Linked DNA regions of Zea mays: region 1 is linked to region 2. The links are chromatin contacts, called in public Hi-C maps. All regions are on one chromosome and are shown on one strand. Each heading gives the region's core, a stretch centred on a gene start, on an enhancer-like site or on the middle of the called end of the contact. The rest is flanking DNA. Distances are from core to core; before and after follow the strand shown. Region 1 holds the start of LOC103640970 (probable histone H2AXb). Region 2 holds the start of LOC100280056 (VIN3-like protein 1).

The links. Hi-C and Micro-C count contacts between places; a contact is called where the count stands out from the background.
Region 1: a Hi-C map of endosperm shows a contact between it and region 2, with 2.6 times the contacts expected there. The contact joins the promoter of LOC103640970 here to the promoter of LOC100280056 in region 2. A contact is called at or near these places in 3 of 25 Hi-C or Micro-C datasets (ear, endosperm and tassel).

Annotation. Positions count from the first base shown.
Region 1 is chr10:26,960,634-26,965,107 of Zm-B73-REFERENCE-NAM-5.0, forward strand. LOC103640970 (probable histone H2AXb) reads left to right here and starts at 3,010. Exons shown (of 2, transcript XM_008664402.4): 1 at 3,010-3,489; 2 at 3,605-4,069. The coding sequence starts at 3,304. The coding sequence ends at 3,829.
Region 2 is chr10:26,693,096-26,698,115 of Zm-B73-REFERENCE-NAM-5.0, forward strand. LOC100280056 (VIN3-like protein 1) reads left to right here and starts at 3,266. Exons shown (of 4, transcript NM_001152996.1): 1 at 3,266-3,484. The coding sequence starts at 3,448.

The DNA.
Region 1 (4,474 bases), core at 1,760-4,259, 270 kb after region 2:
CCTCTTCTCCCAACGCTTGTCGGGTTGTTGGTTCGTGTCGCATCGTGGTGCCACCGGTGCAGGTTTCGTTCCTCCGATGAGGTCCTGAGCTCGTTCATTGGCGGTGATGTAGAGGTCCGCTTCCCGGAATAGCTGCTCGGAGGTAGTCGGCGCCTTTTGCAGTATGGCTCGGACGAAGGCCGAGTCATTACATCCCCTGTAGAAGTCCTCGATTACTGTTGCTTTCGCAACCTCAGGGATTCGATTTCTCATGGTCTGAAATCTTTTAAGGTACGACCGGAGAGTCTCGTCCCCTCGGCGCTTGATGGATTTGAGGTCCCATGGCTACGCCGGTTTGTCGGAGAGAGATTGAAAGTTAGCGATGAAGCGTCGACTGAAGTCACTCCAGTCGTCGATGCAGTGTCGGGGTAGGTGTCGTAGCCATTGCAGCGTATCCTGTCTGAGGACGATGGGCAAGTATGCGGTCATCACATCTTCAGTTGCCCTAGCGGCTCGGGCGGCGGCGGTGTAGACGGCCAACCAGCCTCCCGGATCCTGCTTAGGCTCGTATTTATCGACGTTGGAGACTTTGAAGTTAGGGGGGCACTGAATGGCCCTGAGACGTGGGGTGAGCGCCGATACTCCACATGTGTCCTCCTGTCGATGATGGTGATGTCGGTCCTAGGGAGGGGAGTTGTTGACGTGGTGCCTCGACCATCCCCGGGTCGTGCCGCCTGTCGAAGCCGTTGTCGACTCAACTCTGGTGGCCTGACTTCACGCAGGGATGCCGTGGTCCCGATCATACTCTTCTCGGCACCGAATCTTGTTCTTGTGTCGTCGTTCGCGCGAAGCGTTGATGGAGCTCCGTGCGTCCCGTCGACTGTTGATGGCGTGTCGTAGATCGCTCGGTGGATGGGCGAGAGGTAGAAGATGATTGGCTGCTCGAGTAAGTAGTCGCCGATAGCCCTCGGCGTCCGGAGTCCGGGGGAGGCCATCGGTATCCGAGCTAACACTCCTCCGACCTCACTCGACGTGTTCATGGCTCGGGCGAAGTCGGGGTTCAGGTTCCGTCCGAGAAGAGGGTTCTCTCGGCATTGTCTTGCCTCCTGTTCGGCCTGCTCTTGAGCTTGCCGACGATCACGTCGTCGGGAATTCCTTCTTTCCCTGAAGACTCATTCTTCTGGGGTTTATCCCATCTCCGAGATCTCATCTCGTGACACAGGCTACGCCGGGTCCCACTCTCCGGCTTCATGATGTCGCCGAATATTTTGGCGTCGGTTCCTTCGTCAGCGAGATTCCTGCTGAAGAGGTTCTTCTCCCGGTGCGGTTGGTTCATCATCGGAGACAGGGGTAGATTCCACTTTTCCCCGATAAAGAGGACGTCAGGGTAGAATGGAACCGTCGTAGTGACAAGCTTCTTCCTGTTCTCCTTTGAGGGCAGAGATACCTGGAGAGCAGCTTGACGAGCCTTTACCTCATTTGCTTCCTTTTTCCTTGTGATCCGTGTCCATTTTTCCGTAGAAGAGGTGGACAGCGGAGTTCTCCGGGTAGAGGGATCCTCTGCTCCTGGCTTGCAGGAGGTAGTCTTCGCTCGGAGTGCTGGAGGTTGCACTTTTTCCTGCTTTGCTCCGACTTTCCTGTAGATTGTTGAGGAAGGCTTTCTCTCCGGTGGATGCGCGATGCGATATAGAGTTCCTTCTTTGTCTGCCACGGACGAAATGGTTCTGAAGCAGAATACGGATCCAGGGCGGAGGACGATCTTGTGCTGAAAAGTGATGGCCATTGAGCTAGCTTGGATCAGTGACACACCCCCTACCTGGCGCGCCAGCTGTCGGTGTTTTGGGTCTGATCGCGCACCCGGGGTTGCCCCTCGAGGTGCTTTTTGGAGTAGGACGATGTTACCGACTGTAACTCGATGGTTCGTGCCAGATGCACGAGAAACAATAGACAATCTTGTACAGGTTCAGGCCGCTTTGAGATGCGTAATACCCTACGTCCTGGTGTGGGTCTTTTGTGTGGTGGGTTACAAGAGAGTTCTCTAGTATGGGAGATGCTAGAGAGTTGAGTAAATGCCTAAGGAGTGAGATGTTTTTGAGGGGATGCCCCTAGGCCTTATATATTCGACCGTGAGGCGTTACATGCGGATATGATAACAACATGATCATGAGTAATAGTGAACTAACTGAGCATATCTTCCTATAATTTTGCCGACTTATCACCGTTCAGTTCCGATGCTTGAGGACGCAGTGCGGGAAAGTCGGGTTACTGCCGTGGATGTTGCTCGAATCTGTTGCGTCTGAGCTCGAGTTGATCCGATCTTGTATTGATCCACTTCCCCGAGCGTCCCTCCCCAGGCCCAGGAAGGGATGACCTTACGAAATATCGGGCCCAGAGCCTTTCACGAGGTCTTTTAATCTTCTAGTGGACCCAGAGATATCTGTCCCCCACATAGACTGATGTTGAGGTTGTGCAAACTGACAAGCCAAAGTTCGAAAGGCCGAAGGTTCTGTTGCCTGCACCTACGGAGCTATATTGACTCATATTTATTTTTATTTATTGTGTTGCAACATTCTGATAGGTCTTAATTTTCGTGTAGTGTGTAAAGATGCCAATCCAAGTTGAAGCTTGGGTCTCGCCCAAGATTTAGACAACGCCTAGACGGATACCTCGAAAAGGAAAAAGGATAGCTAACGTTCTGAAGGCTATCTTGAAGCCTGCAAGGATGACTTCGCCCGCAGCGTTGAAGGCTATTCTGAAGACTTGATTTTGATGTTTAAATTAGGGAAAAAAAATCAAAGTACCATGATACTGATACTACTTCATTAACCAGCGAAAGGGGCCTTGCGTCACTCTGCAATCGACCACCAAACCGTCGGTCCACTCAGATTCAGGCCCAGCCCAAGCAGCCACGTGCGTGCGTGCGCGGTGCCGGTGCGCCGGACTCTTGTCAAACTGCTATTTGGGGGAACCGGAATCGCAGGCGCCTTTCCAAATTCTGCGTCTGCCGCGCGGAAATCCAACCGCCAAAGCGAAAACGAGTTTAATTCCCCCCCCCCCCCCCCCCCCCCCCCCGCCCAAACGCGAGATCCCGCGCTTGCACGCGGGCGCGCCCGCTCTCCGATCCGACGGCCCTCGCCTCTTCCACGTCAGCGATCCGCGCCCCGCCCGCTCCGCCAGTCTTCCCCGCGGCCTCTACATATAACCCCGCCTCGCCGCCTCTCCTCATCCCACTTCCGCCCAAATCCACCACCGCCATACCAGCGTGTCCGCGATTCCGTCGAGTAGACTGGGCGAGAGAGTAGTCTCGGACGAGAAGAGGCGAATATGAGTTCCGGCGGCGGCAGGGGCAAGCCCAAGGGGTCCAAGGCTTTGTCGCGGTCGACCAAGGCCGGGCTGCAGTTCCCCGTCGGCCGCATCGCGCGCTACCTCAAGGCCGGCAAGTACGCCGAGCGCGTCGGCGGTGGTGCGCCCGTCTACCTCTCCGCCGTCCTCGAGTATCTCGCGGCAGAGGTAACTGCCTCCTCTTCTTTTCCCTGCCCTCCATTTCTCTCTCCCCCTCCCTTTAGCGAATCCGTTTGGATGTTTGTTGAATCTTTGCGGTACGCTCATAATCGTTTGCCTGCAGGTGTTGGAACTGGCGGGCAACGCGGCGCGCGACAACAAGAAGAACCGCATCGTGCCGCGTCACATCCAGCTCGCCGTGCGCAACGACGAGGAACTCAGCAAGCTGCTCGGAGCTGTCACCATCGCCGCCGGAGGTGTGTTGCCCAACATTCATCAGACGCTGCTGCCCAAGAAGGCCGGTGGGAAGGGCAAGGCCGACATCGGTTCCGCATCCCAGGAGTTCTAAGCGGCCGCGGCGGCGGTTGCAGGTTTCTCTGACTTGTTCGAACTGGAGCTCCAACATGCATGAAGTCCCCCCGTCGCTCAAGTTTCGTCGATTAGTAGTGTTAGGGTGTTTTCTATCTTTGGTTAGGTTTAGATTGTCTGATGGATGGTTTATCAGACGAAAGTTTGGTGATCGAGGGCTTCCTGTATGTATCAATCAATCTTGCTGGAATGGAACAAATCGTTGGTTGCAGTTAGTTGCTCTGGCCGTATCTTTTTTTGTTCTTGATTTTGTTTTTATCCAGTTGAAGTTGCTACTGATTGTGATCTGTGGAGGCTTGGTTCATGGTTGTAGTTGCTGCTGTCAGATTGCTTTGTTTGATTCAATACCTGCAATCCCTATTTCCATGAGCTCATCAATTCTTGATTTCATTATGGAATACCCAGGATGGTTGCTCGACAGCCGACAAAAAATCCTTGCATCCATGAACGAAAATACTGACTGCGCATGTAATACCTAGCTACACAGGGGTGCCAAGGAGAGAACTGCAGCAGACAAGCAATTCTGCAGGATCTGGAATACAACAAATGTAAGCACACAGGCCCAAGTTCAGTTCATTGTCTATTGTCAGCTAACCATTTAAACAGCAAAGCGATTTTACTCCAT
Region 2 (5,020 bases), core at 2,016-4,515:
CGCGTCAAAAAAGGTGCACCACATTATTTAAATTCACATCCTTTTCCTCTCTCTCTCTTGCCACAGGGATCGGGAAAGGGGATATTCCAGAAAAGGATCCTTCTCAGCGAAGGAAACGGGCCCGAGCCCTCCTACTGATCAGGGGTTCGAAGGTTGCGCCCTGCGGGGTTCGGCAACCGCCCTAGAGCACTCGGGCTCCGAGCCCTTTACTGATCAGGGGTTCGAAGGCTGGCCCCTCAGAAGGGTTCGACAGCCGCCCTAGAGCACGCAGAGTTAGGGATGACCCTGGGTACGTCCGTTACATGGCCGAGGCTCGGACTGCGCTCCTGAGGTACCCTAGGACATATCCGAGACCAACGGAGGGAGGCACCGAGCCCTCGGACCCTATCAAATGGGCCCGGGTCCAGCAAATCACCTGTAGGTACTTTTGGAGCGCGCCTCTGGGCCACTAGCCGACCCTTATCGAATGGGGCTCGGGCGTCCACTCAGATTACCCGTTAGCAACTCACTAGAAACACTATGTTCAGCGCCCACCAAGGGTAACATGGCGCGTTCCCCGCCTCCTCCTTGCGGAAAGGCGATGAAGGGGCGTATAATAAAAGCCGAGACGGTCCTCGATCGTCCTCTCGCTCCGTGCAGAGGCTCGGGGGCTGCTCTCGCACCAGGCTACGGCCTGATTGTTGACCGCGTCAACAAACTAGCCTAAAAACTCGAAACCTCACCATGCACCCGGCCTGCGGCCGAGCCGCGTGAGGGGACAACAAGGCCGACCGAGGAATCACAAAAAAAATTGAGACCTCAGAGGAGTCAAACCACTCCTCCGAGGCCTCGGGGGCTACACCCGACGGGTGCGCTCGCGCGCACCCATCGGAACAAAATATAACCGAGAAAGGCTGGTCCCCTTACAAAAAATCCGGCAGAACCTCCAAGCGAGTGCCTACACTCCCTTCGAGGCTCGATGGCTACTGTCGGGTACCGTAATTAGGGGTACCCCCAACACTCCTAAACACGACTGGAAAACGTCTTCAGAACAAACCGTAAAGGCTGATAAGCACGGTTCAAGTCAAGGCCTCGTCTGCCAAGGGACGCGATCTCACCTCGCCCGAGCCCAGCCTCGGGCGGGAACAGTAGTCCCGAGCGGATTCACGCCTCGCCCGAGGGCCTCCACAGGCAGTGGGCGCACCCTCGGCTCGCCCGAAGCCAAGCTCGGGCAAACTTTGTCGTGCAGCGACCTCGGCCAAATCGTCTTACCAACTGACCGTATCGCATGCGCATTTAATGCGGGGATCGCCTGACACCTTATCCTGACACGCGTGCCTCAGTCGGCAAGGTCGAAGTGACCACAGTCACTTCGCCCTTTTACTGACCATTCTGACAGGAAAACAACACTGTTCGCCCTGCTCCGGCTACTGTGTCAACCACCAGGGTAAGACTAACAACAGTAAGTCACGGCCTCTCCCGAGTTCGGCCTCGGACACAACAGGGAGCTCCGCCTCACCCGACCCCAGGCCTCGGTCTCAGCCTCGGCCTCGGGGGAAGTTCTCCGCCTCGCCCGACCTCGGCCTCGGGAGGAGTCGCCGCCTCACCCGACCTCGGCCTCGGACCGACTACGCTACAGGGGATACATCATTACCCTACCTCTAGCTAGCCACCTCAGGCTACGAAGGAACAAGACTGGAGTCACATCTAGATTACTCCGGTAACAGGTAATGATGGTTCCCCGCGTGCGTCCATGACGTCAATAGTCCCCAAGCTCTCTACGGAAGCAAGGAAACGTCAGCAGGATCCATGCCGCACCGCCATCTACGCTTCTACAGGGCTCAAGCGCTTCTCCGTCGGTCACGTTAGCACATAGCTACACCCCATTGTACAACTAGACCATCTTCTTATATCTATAAAAGGGGATGTCCAGGGCCTTCCAAAAGGAGAAGGGGGAGCGGATGCAGAAAAAGTGGGAGAGACGCGGAGGAGGCTAACTCAGTCGACTCAAGGCCGAACTCCCTCTCTCTCTCTCTCTCTCTCGCCCTCGCTCAGCTTGTAACCCCTACTGCAAGCACCCCCGGTGCAAGATAACATAAGCCTCATCCCCCTCTTGTGTTCCATCTTGCATCAACCCATCTGGACAGGGGCACGCGACACAAAATTCACTAGTCGGTCCGGTTGAGAGTCCCCCGGGTCCGAAACACCGACAAATATTGTCCGTTGAATTTAAGTAAAAGAGAGAGAGTGTTATCTAACTATTTGAATCATTAGTTTTGATGATGTGTTAAGTCTGGATGTAATTTGATTGGTGGATTTAGTGAAGGTTACAAGTGTGGGAGTGATTTGATTGAGTGAATTTTGTAAATTTTAAACCGGTGAATTATATAGTATATAATAATATGTATATAAGTATAAATAGATATAGATATACAGTGGCGGATGCAGGACCAAAATTTATAGGGGCCAAAAAACCACATGACAAAATTAAGTAATACTATAAAAAACTATTTTTTGCATTGAATTCAAGTTTTATATCCATATATGATAAAAGTTTAAAGAAGATAACTATGAAACATATCGTTATTTTTTTGCTGATCGAACCAATGTCGTGTGTACCTTATCGAATGTCTATCTCTCGAAAAAGTGGGGCACTAAGAAAGGGACAAGGTCACACGATGTCTTCAGTTGAGAGACAGAGCTCGCTGATTCATCCAAGCTCATCGACTACCGGGAACGGGTTGCATCATCACTGCGAGCGAGATCGGGGCTACTCGATGGGCCAGCGTCGCGACGACAACGAGCAAGGGCAGGGACACTGAGAAGGGGGGCATATGAAAGGACTAGATTGAGCAATGTCGGGATGGATAGGGATGAATAGATAGATGCGAGAACTAGGTTGAGGAGAAGGACGCTGTCAGAAGGACTAGACTGATCTGACGAGACCCCTATCAAAACATAATTTTTTCTATATTTAACCATAAGTGTACATTAAGTATAAGAGGTTATATAAAATTGAGAGGTCATGATCTACTTTACTCCTATGGATCCGCCTCTGTAGATATAGAATATATTGGAATTTTTTAGAAATATAAAGAAGGAACGATCAAAATCGACTAACATTTCTCGAGCAAATTCAACCTCTTGCAAGTTGCACCACAAATCTGTCAGATTACCTCTCGTCCGCGTCAAAAAAAGGGAGGAAAAAGGGCAAAAGAATCTGACCGAAACCAAAGTTGCTAATAACTTGGGACGTCGTTTCCCGGCGTGCACAGCACCGCTCGATCGAGCAAACACAAACCCTTGGTGGAGTCCTCTCCGCCGCCGCGCGCTAACAACCTACGTACGCTATCGCCGCCCGCTCGCCTCGACGGGATTGGTCCGGCCGTTGGCCCGTCCCCCCCACCACGCTCGCTCCATTGGCAGGCGAGACCGTCCATCCTCCGACCCCACCCGTCGGCCGCCGGGATGGCGGCTTCGGGCGGGGATGCGCCGGAACTCGCCGGTAAGCCCCTCACGCCAGGCCCACCGCCCGCCCGCCCACCGGGTCGCGGGGTGCCCTGCGCTTTATGCCCTGTGTGCGATCGACCGCAACCCCGAATTTGTTCGGGGTTGGATTTGTTTGCTTGCCTGCTGCTGCTGGGCATGGTCCTTAGTCATCCATGGCTCAGTTCGCTTAGCTGTCATAGTACGTTGTCGCTTAGCTGTACTGCTACCTTGCCATGCTTGTATGCATTTAGTCACTAGATAATTACTCTGGTTATTGATTTCTTGCTCTTAATTGAATTCACTCGATTTTATCTTGCACGCCCCCTGTAACGCCCCTGCCAGTGAGGTTGGCCAATTTGGTGTCAACTTTTACATGAAGGATCCATAGTGACTAAAAAGCGGCATCTATTCATTTTTTTGTATGTTTTTTCACACTATACTAATAATCTGTTCGGGTTCCACCTTTTCCAATCCTATGGTTTATTTGCTGCTGTTACGATGTTACTGGCTCAGTTCGTGCTATCTGCTATTTAACTGTGAAAAGACTAAACTTTCCACCTGAAATGATCAATGCATTGTAGCCTGCCTTTTTTTGCTTTTAAATGGAATTAGGGCAGTTTCTCAACTTCCAATTGAGACAGATGTGCTTTGAATGTGTACAAGCGAAAGCTTCCATGTCTACATGCTTTATAGGAGTACAACTTTACATGTAGTTCTAGGTAACCAACAAAAAGAGGATTTTTTACATAAAGGGTTCATATTCAAATGGTTATCTGCGCTAAAGTTTCCTATCGGATGGCTCATGATTTGGCAGCAACACTTGCATCAATATCCACGATTCAATGTTTCTAGTTTAGTGTGCGGCAGCAAAAAATCATTTTTTTGGTGAAGTTTTGAGACGAAAGAACTCTCCACTAGATGTTTTATCATTTATGCATTAAAAAATAATAGATATGACAAAATCGAGGTTCTATTTTTTTACTAAATAAGTAAATATTTTTGGAATCTAGGTTTCCCAAATAAATTATCTTGCTTCTTGGGTATCCTGGTATTTGGTTTGGTTTTAAACCGTTGGATTTTGGTGTAAACTAAAAATTTATGAAGTCCTAAATTATGGGAGTAAAGTCCAACTTCAATAAATTGGGTTTACAAAATCTGTACAGCCCAATTGATTGTGTACGCTGGCTGTAATAACAAATCATAGAGCCAAAGCAAATTGTCTTGCCGTAGTTGTCAAATCATGGTATTGGAAAGTTAGGTGTCATCAGATCAAAACAAGACCTTGTGATAGGTCTTGGCACAAATGAGTAGGCACCAGCTTATTAAACGACGGAGATTTGCTTGACTCTCCTTATTTTCTCAACCAAAGGGGGAAAACAACTTTTCGGTAGCTGGCGACACCCCCTTCCACTGGACAACACATTCATAGCCTCCTCCCTGCCGGCATCCATCCCCCCTCTCACCCCTTACCCCTCTCACTCACTCACTCACTCACTCACTTGGCAGGTGTTCCTCCTTGCCCCATTTCTTCTGCCAGGATGGCGCTGAGTGG